2 separate regions of the Danio rerio genome follow, and region 2 is linked to region 1. Evidence: chromatin contacts called from public HiCAR-type data. All regions are on one chromosome and are shown on one strand. Each heading gives the region's core, a stretch centred on a gene start, on an enhancer-like site or on the middle of the called end of the contact. The rest is flanking DNA. Distances are from core to core; before and after follow the strand shown. Region 1 overlaps LOC101887159 (a long non-coding RNA gene). Region 2 overlaps LOC137496481 (a long non-coding RNA gene).

The links. HiCAR-type assays count read pairs that join an accessible place to other places.
Region 2: a HiCAR-type map of caudal fin shows a contact between it and region 1, with 7 times the contacts expected there. The contact joins two enhancer-like sites. A contact is called at or near these places in 3 of 18 Hi-C or Micro-C datasets (hematopoietic stem cells, skeletal muscle and an unstated tissue) and 1 of 4 datasets of contacts at active chromatin or transcription factors (caudal fin).

Annotation. Positions count from the first base shown.
Region 1 is chr9:32,541,638-32,548,424 of GRCz12tu, reverse strand. It overlaps LOC101887159 (a long non-coding RNA gene), which reads left to right. Exons shown (of 5, transcript XR_012385485.1): 5 at 3,476-3,873. It also overlaps a transcript of dachd not described here. Among named protein-coding and RNA genes, the nearest start is that of dachd, 25 kb to the left of the region's middle. Within about 2 kb of position 3,719, at least 7 of the 62 cell types and tissues checked have an H3K27ac peak or open chromatin away from gene starts, as enhancers often do.
Region 2 is chr9:32,760,164-32,767,183 of GRCz12tu, reverse strand. The region is part of intron 1 of LOC137496481 (a long non-coding RNA gene); the gene reads right to left. Among named protein-coding and RNA genes, the nearest start is that of gpr18, 8.8 kb to the left of the region's middle. Within about 2 kb of position 4,938, at least 20 of the 62 cell types and tissues checked have an H3K27ac peak or open chromatin away from gene starts, as enhancers often do.

The sequences.
Region 1 (6,787 bases), core at 2,470-4,969:
GGAGGGGTTATAAATATATATAAATGTAAATACAAAAATGCTTTATATAATAAATTATGTATGTAACTAAATTGATTTTTTTAAAGATAAAACCACTTTGTGTAGTAAATTGTAAATCTTGTGATGCTCCAGCACGTTCAGGTTCCTTCCTCATCTGTTGTCCCATCATTCCGACACCGGGGCTAATTTAACAAGGGAGAATTAAGAGTGTAAAAAGTGCTTACACAAAGGTTTCCACGTTATTTGCTTGGAATTGATTTTAACACTTAAACAGAATCCTAACTAAGGGCTTATGTGGACCAGGCCATCTGCATTTCTCCAGACACACACACACACACACACATACACATATACATGCTGGTCTACTGACATCTAGAAACGCAGAAGCTGGCAATGTATTTCCAAACAAAGCATAATTTGTTTATTTCTACCCAACAAACATGCTGTACAGCGTCCTTATGAGCGATTAGCAATGTTGTTCTTCAAAGGTCCTTAAGAGGAGTTTGATGCAGTTCTCGCCCGTCCTCCCATTAATCCAAGCTCAGTTAAGAGTCTGCCATCTGGACGTGTGTTGCCAGCGATAAATATGATTTAGAGTTGATTCCGACATGCGAGTGAGTGTGTGTGGATTTCAGAATTAAAGAGCACAAACAAATGTGGAGTACAGAGTAAATTAATACCTCTCATTTCAGAGCTCCATAACAAAACCCCACCCTTAATTACAGCCTGTAATCATTTCCCCAAACACAAATATCAAGGAATTCAATTACCATCACAGAGCTCTTGCAAAAATAAACTGATGGCATAACTATAAAATATCTCCTCACACGTGTCTGGATGATTCGGGACGTTCCTCGAGGCATATAAAACTGTACACTAGTTGTTTCTTGACTACTGCATATGGGGATATAGTTATTTTTGCATCTGACATCATTTTGTGGAAGTGTAACGGCATGTGTGAATATCAGATAATGTTAGATCTAATTACCTTCCGTTTGAGCCTCGGTTGTTTTTCAGCTGTGCCAAGCAACAGTGACCTCTACAGGGACTGAAGATGGAAAAGACAGATACACTTTTGACTTCCTGCTGGAAACTCCTTGAAGGGAAGAAAAACAGAGGATCTTGAATAAGAAAAAAAAAAACATATTAAAAAGCTATAAATCACTGTGAATTAATTAAAGGTTAAATAAATATGGTGTAAAAATACTAGGCAGATTGTGATACAAAACAGTAGAGTACATGCAAAGTACAGGACAATAAAAATAAAACAAATGAAGAGTTTAGATGTAAAAATCTCTGAAATTCACTTGATATTTTCTTCTAAAATTAGCATTTTTCTCTGACTCCCATGTGTAGGCTCAGTAATTTAACTTTTATAGTGACGAACAAGTTCTTATTGCCTTTCAAGTGAAATAACTGAACATAAACATAGAAGGCTGATTAAAAAATGCTCATTTTAGGTGAACATTTCCAACAGCATTTACAGGTTTTTGCATTTGAACTCTTCAAATAAAAATAGAAGCCTAATTTATTCCTTTATCAGGTTTTACAGACTTTTTAAGACCATTATGAAGAAAATTCCAGACTTACGCAGGGCTAAAAGCTAAGGATTTTTTTCTAGTTGCATGGTTGGGCCAATAAAAATGATTTTAAGTTGCCTCATTGAAACAATTTTAATTTAGTAATATCTTAACCACATATTTTAAATGTCAAAACAAGCTAAATCTAGTTAAAATCTTTGCAAAACTATAATAAACTAAATGTATGCAAACAAAAGTTATTGTAAGAAAGATAATTACACAATATTGGTAAATAGAGTTAAATATTTAACTATTAGCAAAAGTTTTATTTAGATTAGATTATTTGTTGAGTGGTTGGTATGACTGGGTAACTTTACATAGACGAAAATTAAGACCTGTTAATTATCTAAGACCTACAACTCAATTTCAGTAAATTTAAGACATTATGTTTTGGAAATTTAAGACATTTTAAGACTTTAAGACCCCGCAGACACAGTTTATGTGTTATATTTCCAGTAGTTCATGCTTTTTTTAAATACTGTATGTATTCTGTAATGTTTAAAGTTCATAAAAATAATAAACAAAGATTTTCACAAAATTATATCTAAATTATTGTTGTTTTTTTGTATTTTGTATTATTCATTTTCATAATTAATGTCAATATTATTATTTCATTGGAATTGTTGGTAAAATGTACTAGCAATTTCTTAATAACATATTTTATTTTTGTACATTTATTTGATATATTTTTATAATTTATATTTTTTATTTTATATATTTTTATATTTAGTTTTTTGGATTCTCGGTTTCAAAATACATATTTGTTATTATCAACGAATGTATGAATGTACATGAATGAATTTTACTTCTATTATTATTTTGCATTAATATTTATTGAAGTACCCAAAAGAAAAATTAATTTTATGTTTTTATTCAACTTCTGCAACTCTATAGTAATATAAATTAGATATTTTTGTTTCTATATTTTTACATGTAAATTTTTATATAATTTTTATATTATAATAATATTAACATTTATTTTTGTCAACTAATATAAAGTCGCAATTATTAGCCCCCTTTTGAATAGTTCTAGAGAAAGTCTTATTTGTTTTAGCTGCTAGAATAAAAACAGTTTTTAATTTTTGAAAACCCTTTTAAGGTGAAAATTGTTAGCCTCTATGTATTTTTTCGATACTCTACAGAACAAACCATTGTTGTACAATAACTTGCATAATTACCCTAACCTGCTCAGTTAACCTAATTAACCTAGTTAAGCCTTTAAATGTCACTTTAAGCTGTATAGAAGTGTCTTGAAAAATATCTAGTCAAATATTATTTACGGTCATCATGGCAAAGATAAAATAAATCAGTTATTAGAAATTAGTTATTAAAACTATTATGATTAGAAATGTGTTGGAAAAATCTTCTCTCCGTTAAACAGAAATTGGTAAAAAAAAAATAAACAGGGGGGGGGGGGGGGGTGGGGGGGGGGGTTAATAATTCCGACTTCAACTTTATATATAGTAAAAATAAAAAAATAAATAATAATAAAAAATAATAAATATATATATAAAGTAATTGTGTTATATAGTATATAAGTAAAAATATTCCATATAATTGTGAAATTTAGTAGCGATACACAGATGCAAAATATGCATAGAATTAAACCTGCAATTACATTCTGTAAATGAATTTGCATTCAAAAATAAATAGTATTTATTACTTATTTCATTGTTTTATTTATCCAAACAGTCCCTAACCATACCCACATCCCACCTCAGCAACAACAAAATAGTTTTTTAATGCAACATTTTTGTGTTTTTATTTATATTGTTGTTTTCTAATGCAAATAAATATTAGATTTTTTTAAATGGTAGAGAATAATAATTACCGCCATCCTATCATCTATTCTATCGTTTAGTACATAATAAACTAAGATGGTTTTATCTGTCCAGTGGTGCAGGAGCTAATCTCCCTGAAGATGAAGTCTTGGACAGGTCCAGGTGTAACGCCAGCAAAACCAGCAAGTGTTGCCAAGACATTTCTCCCTCGCTTCTAAACTTCAGCACAGGAGGACAAAGTGCCTTTCACAGAGAGAGAGAGAGAGACGGGAGAAAAGAGAGGGTGCCAAACAACACTAGCCACAGCCAAAGGGCCGTATCAAGCCGGAGGAATGACTGATGGAAAGATAAGGGACAAACCAAAGAGAGCAGACCAAACAGGAAAAGCAGGCGAGCAGCAAATGGACGGGGTGTAGCCGGAGCGCATGGTGGACGCTCACGTTGCATGGATCTGCTTTTGTTTAGTGCACACAAGAAAAGCACTTTTTTTGTCTAATAAAAAAAACATTCCGGTAACTTTTCTCTTTGTGGTGGATGTAAAAAAAAAACAAAAAAAAAACAACTGAATAGCATTTCTAGGTCTCTGTGATGTTTTATAATCTGTAATCTGAATTGCCGAATGCAGTCATAAAAATGGATTTTACTGTATAAAGTAATGGAATGTGCCCAATTTTAAAAGAATAAATAAAAAATAATACAGTAAACTTAATCAAATCGCATTATTAAAATACAGAAAAGGCTATCACATAACGATCTTAAATAAATTCAGTTGTTTTTACAGTAACATTTATAATCTGTAGGTGATTTTGTCTTTACCTTCCACACACAGTTAGAATTATCTTATCTCTTGAATACTAAAGAAGGTTTTTGAATAAAGCTTTTTAAAGGACTTTTTCAAGATATCTTCTTTTGTGTTCAACAGAAGAAAAAAAACAGGTTTGGAACAAGTGGAAGGAGAGTAAATGAAAACAGAATTTTTAAGTTTTGAGCGAAATATCACTTTAACTTCTTCAAAATACATGCTGTTTTGTTCATTGTTGAAGCATTGGACTGTAAAACCATCAACTTTATCAAATGAAATGAGTGTAGTTAACTCAAAATTTACTGACAGTTAATTCTCATTTGAAAAGAGTTTTGAACTCAGTGTTAAAGATAATGAGTTAATTTTTTACCTCATTACTTCAACTTAAAAGGAGTAAGTTCACAGTACTCATATAGATTCGTTTTTTACTCAAATGGTTTGCTGCAATCGGTTTCCTAAAACGGTTTAAGTTGCCTTAACTAATTGGGTTTTACAGAACTCAAATTGCGGTAACACTTTATAATAAGGTTTATTAGTTAATGCATTTACTAACATGAACTAATCATGAACAACACATGTAAAGCATTTATTAATCATAATTGAACATTTACTAATGCATTATTAACATCGAAGTCCATGCTTGTTAACATTAGTTAATGCACCATGAGTTAACAAACTAACAATTTTCATTAACTAACGTTAACTAACATGAACAAATACAGTAGTAAATATATTGTTCATTATTTGTTCATGTTAGTATATTAAGATTAACTAATGAACCTTATTGTAAAGTGTGACTCAAATTGCTTTGTGTACTTAAATAGATTAAGTTCACAGTACTCATTAGGATTAATTTTTAAACTTAAATGGTTTGTTGCAGTCGATTTACTTGAATGGTTTGAGTTACCATAACTTATTGGGTTTTACAGTGGATGAATACAGATATTAAAATGCTACACATGGGAAATTATACTATATTTACAATAAGTAGAAATGTTTGAGAAATAAATCTCTATATCGATCATTTCTCTATACAGATATACAGTAGATCGTCTCCTACACTAAAATACAAATTTCATTGGATTTACTACATTTAAAGTAGCTGCAAGCGATTTATATGGGCTGAATTTAAACAAACAAATTTAGTTTAACATTGCTAAATTTCATTTGTTTAACAATTGTGCAACGATTGTTTTAGTGTATATTGTAAAATAAAATGTGCTAAACAAATAAAAAAAATTAAATCATGAAAACATTTTAAATACATTAAAAAACACAATATATTTCATAGCGTACCTAAAGACATAATAGTATAAGCTGTAAAATGATCTAAAATTAATATTCAATCATAAAATGTGAAATTGATTATATGACTTTAATTAAAATGAAGCTTTTTGATATATTGAAAACTGGGGAGGGAAATGAAATTGCAGTTTCGGAAAAATATGTTTTTAAATAAGTTGCATCTAGTAAGCAGATCACTCAAGCATAATGAGTACATAACATATTTACTAATAATATTTAAGCAATCAATCTCTGTATCAATCAGATGTATACAGTAGATCCTCTCCTACACTGAAAAAAATATACATTTGATTAACTACATATTTCAGGTAAGTGGTTGCAAACAATTTATTTGGGCTGAATTTAAAGATTTTTGAAGAAATTTAAGATTACTAAATTGATTTTGTTTGTTTAAATTCAGCCCATTTAAATAGTTTACAACAATTTAGCAAAAAAATAATATTTATATGCCAAAATAAAATGTGTTAAAAAACTAATCTTTTAAAACATTTTAAATGGATTAAAAAATACAAAATACATCATAGAGTACCTAAAGACATAATTGTATAAGCTGTAAAATGTCTAAAACAAATATCCAATTATAAATTGTGAGATTGTTTGTGGGGGGAGGGGGAAGGGATATGTTTTTAAGTTGCATCTAGTAAGCAAATTGCTCAAGCATAATGAGTACTTATTTACTAATAATATTTGAGCAATCAATCTCTATATCAATCAGATGTATACAGTAGATCCTATATAGTAAAAAAATGTGCTAAATAAATAAATAATCTAAATTATGAAATATTTTATTCCCTAAATATGTCATTGTTTAAGCTGTAAAATTATCTAAATTTTATATCAAATTGTAAAATGAGAAATTGTTTATTTGACTTTTTTATATTTACAAAACTGAGGGAAAAAATGAAATTGTACAATTTTGTAAAAATATGTGTTAAAATAAGTTGCAACAAGCATTTATCTAGTAAGCAGATTGCTCAAGCATAATGAATAGGTAACCTATTTAAGGTTTAAGCAAGAATGTGGACATATTCTGTGCTGTTTTTTTCCTCTCTGTGCACAAATCTATGTTGTGCCCTATTCCCCACTGCTGCCGAGTTTTCTTTTGCATTCACATTCAGTTCGGCAACATCCAATCCTCCAGAGAGCCAGCATTGTCCTCCTGTGTGTCCCCTGGGTTTGCCATCACAGAGATGCATCTCTCACGCACACAATATAACACCCAGAAGATCTCCTTTTAAACGCTCGCACGCAATTTCAGGAAGATTAATTAAAACGCTATTAAAGCCGCTGCTGATTGTGTTGATTCTCAAAGACTTTGC
Region 2 (7,020 bases), core at 3,689-6,188, 220 kb before region 1:
TAAAAACCAAAAATTCTCGAGTTAAATAATAACCATCAGCTGTCAGTCTTCGAAAATGTGAGTTTCACTGCTTTACTGAAAACTTGGAGCCCTGGTATAGTTTGTGTATGTGATAAACTATCAGGTATGGGAGTAGTTTAACTGGACACAATTATATATAATTTATGGATTTTAAGGCAATTTTTAAATGAGAGACTGTTTTATTTTATTCCAGTTGTAAAATGTAAAACTACTGTAACAAATTATTTTTGGTTGATGTTATTCTTAAGTTCTTTTTCAGTTTAGAAAAATAAATATCAGTTAAATGTCTGATAATACATTTTTGGTTCACTGAATAAAATTGTTTACGTTTCAGTCATGAATAAGTCTGAAGCACATCATAAAATAATGTAACAAATTAATAAATTGCTAGTAGCTGTATATATAAGGAATTGGATAAGTACTCAGTATACCCAGGTATCAAAATTGTTATTGGAAAAATAAAAAAAAAGTGACTTATAACATCTCAAAATCCAAACACTTCTTGCCAATTGTTGTTCATAAAAACTAAGAATTCAGAAAAGATATACACTTTAAACATTTATTGACAAAGACAACAAATATTTTGATGTTCTAAGTTAAGTCAGTTTTCAACTAAATTACTAAAGATCCAGCTTTACAAAGATTGATATGTTTTGTCAGTTTGATTGAAGCAAGATCACTAGATCACTAGACACTAGTGCTGTGCGATTTGGGGAAAATATCTAATTGCAATTTTTTTGTGACAGATATTGCAATTTTAATTTGATTTGCGATTTAATTTTGTAGTCAAGCTTCAGCTCAATAATCTGTATCGTAGCTTCTTACTGCAAAAATGCAGTGTGTTAGTTAAAAAAGGGGCTAAAAATATTAAGCTACTTATTTTAAATATTCATGAATGAAATACCCACAGTAGATACAAATAAAATGATCTTACCTTTCTTTAAACAAGTTGAACTCAAATTAGGGAGATAGTGTAGCTTATTATGAGAGCAAAAAAAAAGATAATTATAAAAATACAGAACACTCAGCAAACTAACTTGGCTGAAACAAGCCTGAAATTGTAATTTGCTGTTGCTTGCTACTAGACTGAGTGTCACTTGCAATACTTTCAGCTGACTTTTTAGCAAGACACTCATCACTACATTGTGTTCATTCAAAGGCAATCACACACAGACGGCAGTCATGCATTTGCTGTGGGCAGGGGAAATTAAATAATACAAATATATTTCATATCGCATACCCTTAGCTAATTGCAATGTTTCAAATCGTGACTGGTATTTGATTTCGATTAATTGCACAGCCGTATTAGACAACTTAATCTGATTCAACTTTAGGTCATCAAGATTTTTTTTTTTTTTTTTACAGTAGTCTTGTCTTGCATACCGTTTTTCAACTACTATGTAGGTAATGGGTATGTTTGGACAAAAAAGTCACTTAATTTATTTCTAAATGAATGATCCATTTGAAACAAACCATTTGAATTAACGATTCAACAAATCAGGGACTTGCCGCCACCTACATGTGGTTTTAGTGTCATATGTTACCATATTTATCCATCCATGGTAGGCCTAACCAGTTAAGGTACCAGCAAAAAACAAGCAACATGACTGTATGTTAGACTCCTCAGATCTACAGTATTAATACTACTGCAAGTTGTGCATGGCAAAAACGCAACACACACACTTCAGCAACCCCACCTGATACACATCACAGCAAGTTAATGGAGACAGACACTCTCTGAGCAACTGCAGTCTTCTGACCGGCCCATATGATGAATTATCTGGAAGCTTTCTCAGTAATTTCAAATCTTCATAACAAGTGCTTTTGCCTTAGGAAAAATTAATGGAAACAAGATTGTCTTTCATTTGAGTTGATTTAGCCGCCTCGGCAGCCAGATGTCTCTCTCTGGGAATAAAACAGTCGGTGCTTAAACAAAGCCCAGCAAAAAAATACCTTTTTTTTGCTGCTCGTGTTACAAACAAATCAGCCGGCGCACAATGGCCATCTGTTTGTTATTTGATATGTGTGAATACATGTTGTAATGACTTTGTTTGTGAATCAGTCAGTGCACTGGAACACACGAGAGCTCTCCAAGTGGCGGAGTGTTTGGAGCTAATCATATAATTGGACACAATAGTCAATGACAAATGGAGTTGCACGGAGCCAGCCAGCTGGGAAGTGAATATGTAATCATTGTAAAATCATATCATTTTGCATATTTGAAGACAGCTTAATAGAGTTTGCTTGTCAGCACACTATCAAGTGATGATCAGAGTGGGCCCGCGGTGTGTGTTTGGTGGGATATTGCTCCACCGCGTCTCTAGTGACTTCAATGAAGTTCGTACGGTGTTGTTTTTATGCCTCAGCTGTTGCAGTTTTATATTGTGATATGGGAATTATAATGGGATTCTACTGTTCGTGAGCACTTATACTAGAGCCAAATTCACAAATCATATAAAAAACATGACTGGAACTGGTAGTGTCTGACTAGCTTCCTCTGACTACTCAAGAGGAATGTGATTCATGTTAATGGCTTAACAGTGAACATGTTTGAACTCCAGACTTGTGTGATTATGACTCAGCATCCTTATCGAAAATATTGGCATAACCAATAAAAAATAGGCAGTTTCATCAGACATGATTCACAATTGTTCATAATGACAAGTACTATTGTGTTGTTCTAAAGACTGAAGTACAATTAATGTGAAAAAACGGTTGTAATAAGTAATATGATGAAGGTTGCAACAGATCTTTTCTACCTATTTGGGGTGTATATTCAAATAACAGATTTATATTTAATCACTCAATCACTCACTACACAGCCTAATGGTTTTTAAAAAGATTGCTCAGTCATTCATTCATTTTCTTTTCAGCTTAGCCCCTTTATTAATCAGGGGCCGCCACAGCGGAATGAACCGCCAACTTATCCAGCATATGCTTTCCGCAGTGGTGCCCATCCATACACATCCATACACACTCATTCACAAACATACACTATGGACAATTTAGCTTACCCGATTCACCTATAGCGCATGTCTTTGGACTGTGGGAGAAACCGAAGCACCCGGGGGAAATCCACGCGAACACGGGGAGAACATGCAAACTCCACACAGAAACAGTTAAGTGACCCAACCAAAGCTCGAACCAGCAACCTTCTTCAACCTTATGTTTTAATTTAAAAAATAAAGTTTAGTAATTTTATTATTTATAGTAATTTAAAGCTAAAGTAAGTAGCTAAGAAATGTCCTGAAATATTATTAGGTATTTTTACAAAATATCCCTACAGAGGTCTTTCATCATATTACCTCAAATTTGTATTACAACTACCAAATTAATTCATTTTTCTTCGACTTAGTTCCTTTATTCATCAGGGATCACCACAGCTGAATGAACCGCCAACTTATCCAACATATGTTTTACACAGCGGATGCTTTTTAAGTTGCAACCCAGCACTGGGATACACCCACACACTCTCACATTCACACACATACACTAAGAACAATTTGGCTTAGCCAATTCACCTTTAGCGCATCTTTAGACTCTGGGGCAAACCGGAGCACCTGGGAGAACATGCAAACTCCACACAGAAACACCAACTGGCCCAGCTGGGGCTCGAATCAGTGATTTTTTTTGCTGTGAGGTGACAGGGCTAACCACTGAGCCAACATATCAACCTCTAAACCAACAAATTTTTATGCAGAGTTTTATCATACTTATGCAGGGGCATTTTGCACCATGTGGTCAAGCTTTTAAAGAATCTGGTCTGGAATTCCCAGACATCCCCAAGCAGAGAGAAAAAAAAACCCATATCTTATCCAAAAACCATGCCAAAAGTGGCATATTGGCCTAATGAATTGAGGTGCATAATGGTGTTTGACAGCGATTGGATGGTGCCCTTCATTATCTCTACAGCCACAGAAATCTCAGAAAACGCCTCATGCGGTTCCCTGCGGTGCTTGTATTTACCCTTACTGGCTTTTGCATTAAGATCTTGTCTGGTCAGAAGTGGGGAGAAAGACCTTGCGCTCTTTAATCCATATCATAAGCTGTGATCTCCCAGAGAAAATGCGTTCAATGCAAAAGACAAGTCCCATTGACCCGTCAGTTAGTAGAGGAAAGGTGAGGAAAACATATGGCTTTGATTACAGCGGCGGCTATTTTAGCGGACAAGCCTGATGCTGATTCACACGCAGAGAATAGCAGCACCATTAGAGGGCATAAATAATGTACAGTCCTTTTTCTACACTACTCAGCTAAGTGCCTTGAAACCTTGGGCTCCACTTGTCAGGTTTTTCAATAGATTAGGACAAGATTTATTTTAAGTCTGTAAAGTAGCATGTTCCTGACAGCGTTCAGCAGGGATCGAGTGTTGCACGTGAAAGCACGGCACCCTGGTTTAATTGTAGCGGCACTGTGGAGCAGACAGGCCTTGTGTCGGATCGGTTAAATATTTAATTCAGTCTCACTTAAACTTCCCCATGATCCATCGTATCACACCAGCAGAACACGCGAGGCGGAATTACAACAGGGATAAAAGACATGAAAGTTGTAATTCCAAACATGGCCCTTGCTAGAGCTTACAAAGAGAGATTTGTGTTAAGAAACAGATCAGAGACTTTGCCCTGTCTTTTTTCGTCAGTTTCCTTCGCTCGCTGAATTTGTCTTTCTCCCACCCACTTTTCGCTCTCCGTTCCCTCTTTCTTCCTCTCTCAATCCATCCCCCGTCCCACTGAAGTTGCAACTGAGAAAACAATTAAATCCAATTTAAAATTCGACTACATGTCTGTGTCATGCCTCATTATGGGAAGGTTTTTGGTATTCAAAATAATTGAAACCTGACGCGTTAAGTGCGCGGGCGGACTCCCACTGCAGGGCCCAGGGAGCCGCAGACAGAAGAATGATTGTGAAAGAGAGAGAGAGAGAGAGAGAGAGAGAGGAGAGAAAAGGAGACCACTTCAGTGTGACAGCGCGGGGCAGCCGTGTGTAGGGATCTGACAGCGGGGAGGGTTCTTGTGTGTGCGCGTCACGTATCGGCCTCCGAGAGCTCAATTACAAGATTGATACTCAGAGAGGAAACTTCATTTTGCTTTACAGATGTCGGCACCGCCAGAGAAAAGCGAGGCTGTTGTTTAACATAAGACGGGTTTGTGCAATGAGAATAAGCTCATGTGAAACTAAAAGGCCTTTTATTTGCCTCTAATATCAGAGTTACGTTTCTTTAGGTCTATTTCATTTCACAAAGCCTTACTTTCGACTAATAATAAAGTCTAGACTTCACTGCACCTTGAGGAGAGAAAGTCTGACTGACACTGAAAGTAACCAACTATAGCCTGTTTGGTTTTTCTGTAGTATTTGGGCTCAGTGTTATCTGAATTAAATGATGCAACATTTTGAGGGATGTAAACAATGAAAAAGGTCCTAACTATTTTCTGTTTTACATTTTTAATGTCCATAGCTTCCGAGAATCCAAAAACGTCCACATATTTGTAAATGATCCTTTGGCACGTGTTTTAACATAAAGTTATTATTGAATTCCCTCTTGTTTCAGTAATGAAGTAGTTTAAAAGCAACCAGGAAATTTTCATGGGCCTACAGTATGACATGACCACATTGAAATGGTCTATAGAATGGAATGGAACAAACTAATTTAAAGATCTTGTGTATATAACTTAAAGTAAGTTACTCTATGTAAGATAAATTGTGAAAATACAGTGAAATGTATACAGAATTCAAAAGTTAATTTTTTTAAATAGTCTAACTAAATATTGTCTCTTCATTTTTCAAAATTGACTTCAATAGTAACAGCTTCAATCACTTAGATTAGTTGTCTTGAATGTTATCTTGAATTTGTAGGGAATTTCTTTATTTTTTATTTTGATTGCACCTTTGACCTAAAAATATGTTGCAGATTTTGGTGTTACAAATAATATACACTTTTTTTTTTGCTTGTTCAAACTACTTATTTGAAATGAGCTGAAACACAATTCTTGAGATTTCACTGAGACAACTACATTTTTTATGGTTCAATCCACATAAATTTGTTAAAAGTGTAAAGTTAACTTAATATATGTTTGGACAACATGAATGAATTTTGTGAAACCCAGCATTTTTTAAAGTGTATATATATTTTTCTAAACATTTAATTAAATTGGTGGAAAGAGACATCAGTTTGCATGTGTGTTATATCCAACTTTTATATCATTGAGGTTAGGTGTTTTCACTTGTCCTAAAAAGTCAAGCCAAAACATTTTACATATAGCGTCCCCAAGTGGCTGGTTGCAGTATATATCAAAAATCAAGTCTGGGCCATGTATATGATAAGAATGTTAAAGTTAAACATTAAATAAATTTATTCCAAACATTGTTTTCATCATTTTAGGTAGTTCTTATAATGCTGAGGTATGTTTAAATGTTTTTTTTTAAACAAGTTTGCTTTTAGATATTAATAAAAATGTGTGATCTTATGATTATGTGGTGTGATTGGGTTTGGGCGTTTAAGTTGAAGTCACAACAGAATTATGCCGAGTTCAGGCTGCATGATGTCATGTCACAGATATTTTCATACTGCATGACTATCCGGGGAGGCGTTTCGCCGCTGCCTTGTTTACACTGCAAGATGGATCGGCGAAAGGGGGTTTCACACTGCATGACTTTACAATAGGAAGAATCACCGACAACTTTGTCCAAACTACGTCTCACAACCAAACACACATGAGAAGTGACATGGAAACAGGTAGAGAATGTACTTATTTTGCTCAACTGGCTTTAAAAAGAATTAGCAATTTCTCCTATAACATTTTTTTTTTTCAACTCGGACAGACAGACACGGGTGCTCCTGTCAAATTGACACTATTTTTTTCTTCATTTCTCGGGGCAAAATAAACTAAAAATGAGTTGGCCTGCAGATACCAATACTAGTGGATGCTGATCTCTGATTGGCTGTAGGTGATTGTTAATGTTATTTTCAACCTGAACACATTTCACACGGCATGATTTAAA